3 separate regions of the Triticum aestivum genome follow, and all the other regions are linked to region 3. The links are chromatin contacts, called in public Hi-C maps. All regions are on one chromosome and are shown on one strand. Each heading gives the region's core, a stretch centred on a gene start, on an enhancer-like site or on the middle of the called end of the contact. The rest is flanking DNA. Distances are from core to core; before and after follow the strand shown. Region 1 has its middle 85 kb from the start of LOC123181541. Region 2 holds the start of LOC123181541 (monosaccharide-sensing protein 2). Region 3 holds the start of LOC123181542 (probable E3 ubiquitin-protein ligase ATL44).

The links. A called contact is a pair of places that touch in the nucleus more often than the background predicts.
Region 1: a Hi-C map of leaf shows a contact between it and region 3, with 3 times the contacts expected there. The contact joins the enhancer-like site here to the promoter of LOC123181542 in region 3. A contact is called at or near these places in 2 of 5 Hi-C or Micro-C datasets (both in leaf).
Region 2: a Hi-C map of leaf shows a contact between it and region 3, with 3 times the contacts expected there. The contact joins the promoter of LOC123181541 here to the promoter of LOC123181542 in region 3. A contact is called at or near these places in 2 of 5 Hi-C or Micro-C datasets (both in leaf) and 1 of 1 datasets of contacts at active chromatin or transcription factors (leaf).

The regions. Positions count from the first base shown.
Region 1 is chr1D:292,987,581-292,990,466 of IWGSC CS RefSeq v2.1, reverse strand. No RefSeq gene overlaps it. Among protein-coding and RNA genes, the nearest start is that of LOC123181541, 85 kb to the left of the region's middle. Within about 2 kb of position 1,331, at least 4 of the 8 cell types and tissues checked have an H3K27ac peak or open chromatin away from gene starts, as enhancers often do. A contact at or near this core is called in leaf, where this site is marked.
Region 2 is chr1D:293,072,911-293,075,978 of IWGSC CS RefSeq v2.1, reverse strand. LOC123181541 (monosaccharide-sensing protein 2) reads right to left here and starts at 1,611. Exons shown (of 6, transcript XM_044593822.1): 1 at 1,371-1,611; 2 at 1,089-1,185; 3 at 112-678; 4 at 1-27. The coding sequence starts at 1,167.
Region 3 is chr1D:293,334,646-293,337,419 of IWGSC CS RefSeq v2.1, reverse strand. LOC123181542 (probable E3 ubiquitin-protein ligase ATL44) reads left to right here and starts at 1,468. Exons shown (of 1, transcript XM_044593824.1): 1 at 1,468-2,540. The coding sequence starts at 1,600. The coding sequence ends at 2,346.

The DNA.
Region 1 (2,886 bases), core at 82-2,581, 350 kb after region 3:
TGGGCCCGAACCTGGGTAAATAATGTCCCCTTCTCCCCCTGTTACCCATTGATCCGAGATCCACAGCTCGGGACCCCCTATCCCGAGGTCTGCCGGTTTTAGTACCGACACCAAGGCCAAACAGTGAAGATCCCCCCTATGTCTAGTAGAATGCCTAGGCAGAATGCTTAGTATTATGAACTGCAATGTGGAATGCAATATTATGTCCTTATGTTGTCTACTATGTCCTTGAAATAGGTATGAACTGCTATGTATGTGTTTTGTTGTATGTCGTATGTATGATCTACGTGCTTGAATTTGTCTGGATTTGAGGATGGCCAAATGGAGAAGATAAAGAACGTTGTTGCACGGACACACAAATGAGAATCGCCCCATGCTATCAGCGGACATGTCCGAATATGCCCACGGACATATAAATGGCTAAATTAGTCCAATCCAATTAGAGATGCTCTAACAATATAAAGGAGACGCACTGCCAAACTTGTTAACAGCCACCACAGATAGACTACATTATTACATGTGTTGCTTTCATAAGCACATTAGCGTCACCTTTTCGTTTTCTTTGCTCCTTGAAGCTTCCAATCCGTGGCGTAGTCCGGGGCCCGAGTACCACAGTACCACGTCAGTAAGTACTAACTTTTTCTAACACACGTCACTACGCAGTAGTAACAACTTAAACCGGCCGATCGATGAATAACACGTCAGTACGTGCGGAAGAAGCTTAACAACTGAAACGACAAGCTTTGGCCGCCGCGGTGGAGCCATAGTAGTACCGGGTGCATATCTCAGCCGTCCGATGAAAACAAGCCGGCCGCCGGCGAGAGGTTTTCGCCGCTGAAAACAAGCCCATGCTTCCTTGCTGTTTTCGGCGCTGGACGATGCCAAATTGTCTCCACCTGGGGCACGGAGACGTCTGATCCATCCGGAGCCTCCTGCTCCGATTTCGTACCGAGTAGTACGTGTAAATGGAGCGCGAATTGCTCTCTTCTTTCCTAAACGTCGTGTTTTTCTGCAGCAGTCTTGGCGTCGAAATTAATGCTCGGATGCGTGGAGGTTTTGCCGCGCGCACGGATGGTCCACCGTGCCGAGATTCACGTTGATCGAATGAATGAACGTGGGAAAACTTGATTTGGCCGAAGCTTTTGCCATCGATGCGTTAGTGGCCATGGTGATGGCGCCATGTGCTCAGCAATTAAGAGTGGTTATCTTAATGATATCTTCCAAGCTTTTGTTGACGAGACTTCGGAATGCCCGGTACTACTAGTACATGAGTAGGTACCGCAGAGCGGGCCCGCATTCAGTGTGCGGTCTCAGACTCCGACCTGGGTGGGAGTACTTCGTTCAATGCACGCAAAGGTGGACACCGCGCATACCGTGAACTGGGTTGCAACGGAGAAGAGAATGTCGACGATGATCCCGGTGCGTATGTGTGTGCAGTTAGGCCAAGCGTCACTTTCAGACCGAGACGCGTGTTTTTTGTTGGCTTCTCTTAGTGAGACACGGCAGCAGCGTGTCTGCTTCAGCCTTCAGGGAGAGGAAGGCTTTCGGGTACTGCTACAACTGTACAAGCAGAGCGACCTTGCTCGGAGAGCTGGTCAGGAAATGCCAACATATATATGGACCTCTCCTCCCGTTCGAAGCACGGGAATTTCTGTTCGCCCTTATAGGAATTGAACTGTTTCATGTGAAATTATGTTTTTCGTGTGTGGGTGAATTACCCCCATTTTGTTCAAATGTCAATAGAGGTGAGGGTACAAACGCCATCCGGCGGAGTCGACAGCCATATGCGGCGACCGACATCATTGTTGCTCGAACAAAGAGCAAGTCTATGTGCTTTTCTGTTTGATCCTCTATTCTCATAGCAAAACCTAATCATGTCAAAACCAGCGCTCTTAGCTATTATTTCATCATGTACTATCAAAGCAAAACTCCCACTCGTGCCCTTAGGAATAGAAGAGATTCCATCTCAAACAAAAGGGGTAGAAGAAATCACTCCTTGGCAATCCATAGCAATCCTGCGAAATTCTCTCTTTTTTGAACAATGGCATCCCTCTTTTTATTATTCAAAATTCAATGTTGTCAGGGATTCAAACGTCCTGATGGTGAAATTCTGGTGCTCTGGACGGGACAAGTTGTTCAATATTTTGTTGTTGAGCGGGTTCAATATTTCTTCTGACATTCCCTGGTCGTCATTGGGCCATGCAACAGCTTGGTCCATTTCCAAACAAGGTAGAGCAACATGTGTTGCCGATGGCAAATTCATACCACGAGGCAGAGGATGATTTAATTAATTTGCAGATGTTCTCCAAAATTGCCTAAAAAAGAGATGTTCTAAAAAAATGCAGGTTTTTTTAGGCAAACAAATTTTGCAGTTGGGTTTCCAGGACAAGTGCAAATGACACATGAGATCACTACTCTTTGGGCTTGGGGGGCCAATGGGAGGTGTAACGGGAGGGGAGTCCGTCTGGGCGCGACTACGCTTGTCGCAAGACGGAAGCTAGCGTCGCCTGAAGGAACGACCCTAGAAGCAAGTTTGTGCATTTCTTTCTCCGTTCCGTTTTTTCTCTCATTTTTTCATTTTTTTTTCATTTTTATTTATATATATTTTTTCAATGCATGTGTTCCACAAACAATTACTAATTTTGAAGAAAAAAAATGTGCAGTATTAAAAATATGTTTGTGCAACTTTAAAAATATTGATAGCATTTGGAAATTATGTTTCAAAGATTATTCAAAAAAATAAACACATACTCGAAAACAAATTAAAAAAATTATTTTAATAATAATTTTAAACATCTATTTCTACACCTACTATTAAAGGGAATAGGTATTCTTGTTTGGTTTAGTCCTTTTCGTTTGGTTTGCGTGCATGCTAAGCGATCTGGG
Region 2 (3,068 bases), core at 362-2,861, 260 kb after region 3:
ATCCTTCAACAAGAAGGGCCATTTCTCCTGCACAGTTAATCCCACATGGGTAAGATCATCGGAGATTTTATGCCTGTCAGACTAGTAAGTATTTAGAGAAGACAGACAAACCTGAGACATCTTCCCTTCCCCGCAGTCCTTGCAACACTCGCTTGGCCTCGGCCATTCTTCCTTTGCTCACAAGCCATCTCGGCGACTCGGGCAAATAGAAGACAGTCAATGCAAAGTACATAAGCGACGGGATCGACAAAACCCCAAGCATGATTCTCCAGTCAGGCTGCGGCATGAGCGACATGGTGAACACCATGCAGTAAGAAAGGAACATCCCTCCTGACCCACTGAACTGCGGCAGCGTGTTCAGCAGCCCTCTAATGTCAGTCGGGGCGGTCTCCGAAATGTAAAGAGGGACAAGGGTGACAGCCAAACCGATACCGAACCCGTCGATGAGCCTGGCCAAGAGCAACACATAGACGTTGGGCGCCCAGAGCATCACCAGGCCACTGACAAAGTAGAGGACAGACGAGGCGATCAGCAGGGGCCGCCTGCCAACAGCATCAGCCACCGCCCCCGAGAACGTGGTGATAACCGTCGCCCCGATGAGCGACATGGCCACGATGAGGCCCTCGATCAAGGGCTGGGTCTCCAAGCTGAACTCCTTCTTTATGTACAGGACGGCACCTGGAGATCACAGCAGCAAGTCAACATGGTCAGCGTGAAGTCAAAGCATCTGCATCGGTTCAGAATTCAGAACATGTCGACACAGACAGAATTATCATGGTTCAGATGCGCAGATCGCGCATGAGACGGATCCGTTCAGAGAAGTCGGAAATCTTGGTAGGATTTCGTTTCAGCTGCTTGATCGGTTTTTAAAGATTGTATATGTAGAACAAGAAAAAATATTTGTTTTTACTAGCACTACTACTAGATGCAGCTCCACCAAATCCGTCATGATCGGAGCCGGCAAGATTCCCAATAATTGCTGCCTCTACCTAACAACACGGGCCCCTGGGAAGCGCAACAGCATAAAGAGTATCCCAACGGCGTCGAAAGACCAGCTGTTTTTCCGGAAGCACGAACGAACGAATTACCTGCAATGGTCGCATTATCCCACCCCTGCAGCAGGTTCCCGATGGACGCCGCTATGGCGACCAGCACGGCGCCCGACATGGCCGCCGAATCTTACCCCTGCACGGCACAATCACCACCAACAACAACGGCACCCGTCAGCACGGCAAACCTCGTGAGACATAACAAACAAGAACGACGACAACAACACCCAAGAACAAATCAGATTCGACCGAAGCTGCCGCAGCCGGCCACGGCCGCCTCTGCACCACGCACACACAAAGCAAGCAGGGGGCAGAGCTTACCCGACGACGGCCTCCGGAATTCAGGATCTCCGCTCGGGGCAGGGAAGCTGTGAGGAATCTGGCGAGGCGGGCAGGCGTATAAGAGGCGGAATCCCTGCCAACCCCGGAAGCTTTTTCCCTCCCGCTGTGGCGTCGATTTCGCCCCGGGCGAGATGAGGAGTGTGCGTGAGTGTGGGGTGGGGACTCTGTCGACTACTATCATCTGGTGGCCTGCGAGGCAGCCTCCGATTTCTCTACTACGATATTCCTCCGCGCGCCGCTGCGGAGAAGGCCGCCGCGACGCTGCCTCGTGGGGTCCCGGTACGGACGGGGCCACGCGTCAGCCGGCGGTGCTGGCGGGCGCGCGCGTGGAGCGTCCGTTGACGGGTGGGCCAGTCGCGGGCCTGGCGGAGGGGCAGGACCGCATATGGGAATTATTGAATGGGGTGGGCGAGCCCGGATCCAACCTTCTCTCTCCCGTCTCGTGTAGGACAACCAGCCATTTTGTACTTGTGCTATTAATTGATTTGTTTAGAGAGGATCCGTGGTGCGCTGTCACATGCTCACTCCAAAACTGATGGCCCTGCTAGATCCCAAGGGGCTGTAGTAGTGTACCAGCTTGCAACAGGGTACTATACGGAATTCCAGACTCCCATGTTCTGTGTTTTGAATCGTGTCTCGCTTTGCATGATGGGGGTTCGAGTGGTTGTAGAATATCTTTTGTAGTACGTACGTTGTAGGTTCCAAGATGAATAAGGAGGTTCCCCTCAGGTTTTTACCTGCATTTTTCAAAAAAGAAAGTTTTTACCTGGGTTCCAAGCTTGAGAGGAGGTTTATGAACAAAGTTTTGGCAAAGTTTTCAACATGTGTTTTGAATAGACCCGAATTTGTTTTGGTGTAGCGGAACCGGGCGATAGCCGAAAAAGTAGACATTGATCGGGTTTGATTGCCTCACTTCTTGCGTCCTTCATTTACAGTTACTTCTACATTTTAGATTTTACAGTTAGATCTACTTCGGGGAGGTGGGGTGATTGTGATCACGATGTGAGTGGTGGAAGAGGGACGGAAAAGGTTTGCGGCGGCAGATGAATAGACATGACATCCACCACCATCATCAGGGGAGGACGCCAACCATGTCATGTCGTAGTGTGTGCGCGGACGCATACAGCCAGGCTAGTTGGTTTTCGTGGGACAAGGCATCACGATCGATCGGCCCACGATAGACTCACATATTCTACATCAGATGTTCGATATGTATTCTGTTGGCCACACTACGAGATTGTATTACAACATTATGTGGGCATATGTACCAGGGAGGCACATGGATTTGAATGGCGCCAAAGGATTATGTATGTGTCATGAAACCTGGGCTTGAAATAAAATTTCAATTCATATTACTTATGCCTTGTTTGTTTCATCTTTAGGCAACATATTCTTCTAGGAAAAATTAGGTGCTCAAACAAACAGTTACTTGGAATCAACTTTGGCAGTGAAGCTGAATCAAGATTCGAGTCATTTTTAGTGCAATGGCATGAAGCATGTTCAAGTGCACTTCGATGACAAAGCAACAATGGCATGACTATATGTTTTTGGAATGTAATCTAATGAAGAACAAATAGTAGGGGTTTCAAACTCGAGGAAATTAACATATGCATTTCTGTATCAACAAGAATGCCATGTCGCTTGTCAAATGAATGTAATTCGTCTTAATAAAACACA
Region 3 (2,774 bases), core at 219-2,718:
CCCAGCCGAAGGCGGCTTGATATGCCGCCAGGGTTGCCTCCTTCGGCGTCTACTGCGGCGGAGGCAATGCGGCAACGTGGGCGCACTGCTCTCCTCCTCCCGCTCCCTCTGCATGCGCCGCTAGCCGTCGACGCGCTCCTCCGTCAGCCAGCGTTGTCGTCAATGCTCTAGATACATGACCTCCTGCGTCGGCGTGGCACCTAGCCAAACCCGGGGGGGGGGGGGGGAGGGGAGTGCTGACCCACTCCCGCAGCTGGCCGGTCCACAAGTACCGCTGGGCCGGCTTGGGCTTAGGCGTCGTGGTGGTTAGCGGCGGCGGCACTTATCGACGACGGGTCGCCGCGGAGCCATCCCTTCTAATGTTGTTGTGGGAGCAATTCTCAATTATTGTTTTTTTTGCTGTCGGGAAATGTAGAAGCGATGTTTCATGAGTGTTCAATGAGTTTTTGTTGTATTGATTCCGTTCACATAGCTTATTTTGGATCTTCAATGATTTTATACACGCACGTGTTTTAGAAATACAAAGGTTCATTCCATAAAAGAAGAGAAATACACAGGCTCATATTGTGCGTACACAAGTTGATCGGTTAGTTAACTTTTCTTTTTGAGGGGTAACAAGCTAACTGCCACGACGTACTAGCACATGCATGCATCGGGTCTTGCTGCAGCAACAGTCCTGCCGCCACCGGACGAGGCGGCAGGGCCCAACACCGGCCTCCGTTTCGTAGCGATTCACCACTGGCTGTTATGGGCAGCCTGCCGTCTGGCCAGCTGGTGGCAGGGGCTGCCGCCTTGCACCGTGGCGGCAGGTGCCACGTGTCAGCTGATGCGCCTGCCGCCACGGCCCAGGGGTCTTTTTTGCCAATATCATCTAGAGGGGGTCTTTTTTGATAATTTCGTTGGGCAGGTGGTCTTTTTCAAAAAAAAAAATCGTCGGACGGACCTGCCCCATGTGGGAGCATGGCAATGCCGCTCGCTGTTCGAGACTGCCAGGCTATAGCTATAGGGCCTCAACTATTGGCAGTTGGGCATCCACTGCTCATGATTGGGATCGTTTTTCCGCTTGATCGTGGAGCTGGTTTGGCCTCGTCGTTGACCTGCCGGTGAGTGGAAACTGGCCGGCGTCTGCACGACGCGGAATGTCGCGTCCGACTACAGCGAAACTTCTTTCTTTGGAGGATCAGGGATCGCCTCCCCGGTTCCGTTTCATTGCAGAATGAACACGCATCATCCATCTACCCTACCCCACTCCATCCACAGCGAAGGCGTTTTCTTTTCTTTTATAAAGCTCCGGAGGAAATGTTTCTGAATCTGCACCCAAAATAAATCTTAATCTCTCCCAAAAATAAAATGCAAAATCTTAATCTCTAATTATCTTGGCGCGTCCACGTGGGCCTTTTGGGATTTTCCAGCTGGTTCCGCCCCGCCCAACCCGCGGGAAATCGGCACGGGAGCTTCGCTACGACGCTTACCCGCCCGCCATTAACAATCGCAACCTGCCAACACCACCACCCCCCTTTCGCTTCTCTCGCGTCTCGCCACAACTTTAATTTTGCGGAAAAGGCCCCTCCAACTACCGGCGCTGGGCGAACGTGGGCGATGCTCCGGCCATCGCCGTATCCGTCGAGGCGTCTCCTCCAGAGCGGCGACCCCAGCCGCATCCCCGGCATCCCCCCGGCCGATCCGCCCGCCGGCGTCAGCTCGGATGTCGTCGTCATCCTCGCCGCCCTGCTCTGCGCGCTCATCTGCGTAGTCGGCCTCGCCGCGGTCGCGCGGTGCGCGCGCTCCCGCCGCAACGCCAACGCCCACGCCAACCAATCCTCGCCGTCCGGCAGCCCGGCCCACGCCCTGGCGGCCTTCGGCGGGGGCGGCGGCGGGCATAACCATGGTACTACAACTACTACGACGACAGGCGCGTCGGGGGGCAGCGTGACGACCACCAGCAAGGGGCTCAAGAAGAAGGCGCTCAAGGCGCTGCCGAAGCTGGCGTACGCGGACGCGGTGGCCGCGGCGGCGGCGGCGAGGGGCGCCGTGGCGGGGGGCGAGGAGGAGGAGGGGCAGGACGGGATCCTGGCGGAGTGCGCCATCTGCCTGACGGAGTTCGGCGAGCGGGAGGAGGTGCGCGTGATGCCGCAGTGCGGCCACGGGTTCCACGTCGAGTGCGTCGACACCTGGCTGCGCTCCAACTCCTCCTGCCCGTCCTGCCGCCGCCCCATCGTCCTCGACGACCCCGCGCCGCCCAAGCGGTGCCGCAAGTGCGAGGAGACCATCCTGGAGGCGGTCATCGCCTCGTCGTCGTCGGCCGGCGGCAGCCGCGGCGGCGGCCGTGGGGGATTCTTGCCGTAGTAGCAGTAGAAGAGGCGTCATGTCCCCTGGCGGGTGGGTCCAGGTCGGTGTGGGTAGTTGAGCTGCTCCTTTCTGCTGGTGGCCCACGCTGCAGTACTACCGCAGTGAAGTTTTTCTTCTCAAGAAATGGAAAGGAGAATAATTAGAGCTGTGATGTGAATGTGACTCTTTTCTGCAACCTTTTTCGCCTTGCACTTGCGCTACTGCTCCAGTACGTGTGGACGTGGGGAACATGACATCAGATTTGTAAAGAGCGTGCGTGGTCTCGTATAAAAATATACTATTTGTACTGCATATAGCTTGCTCAAAAGAGGCAAAGAAAAAACATTTTAAATGTGGATCCGGCAAAAATATGCAGCTCGTGTCTGAAGATCTGTTTGGTGTGGAGAAATAGGTGGAAGTTGTCTTTAAAAAATCTTTGGTACTCT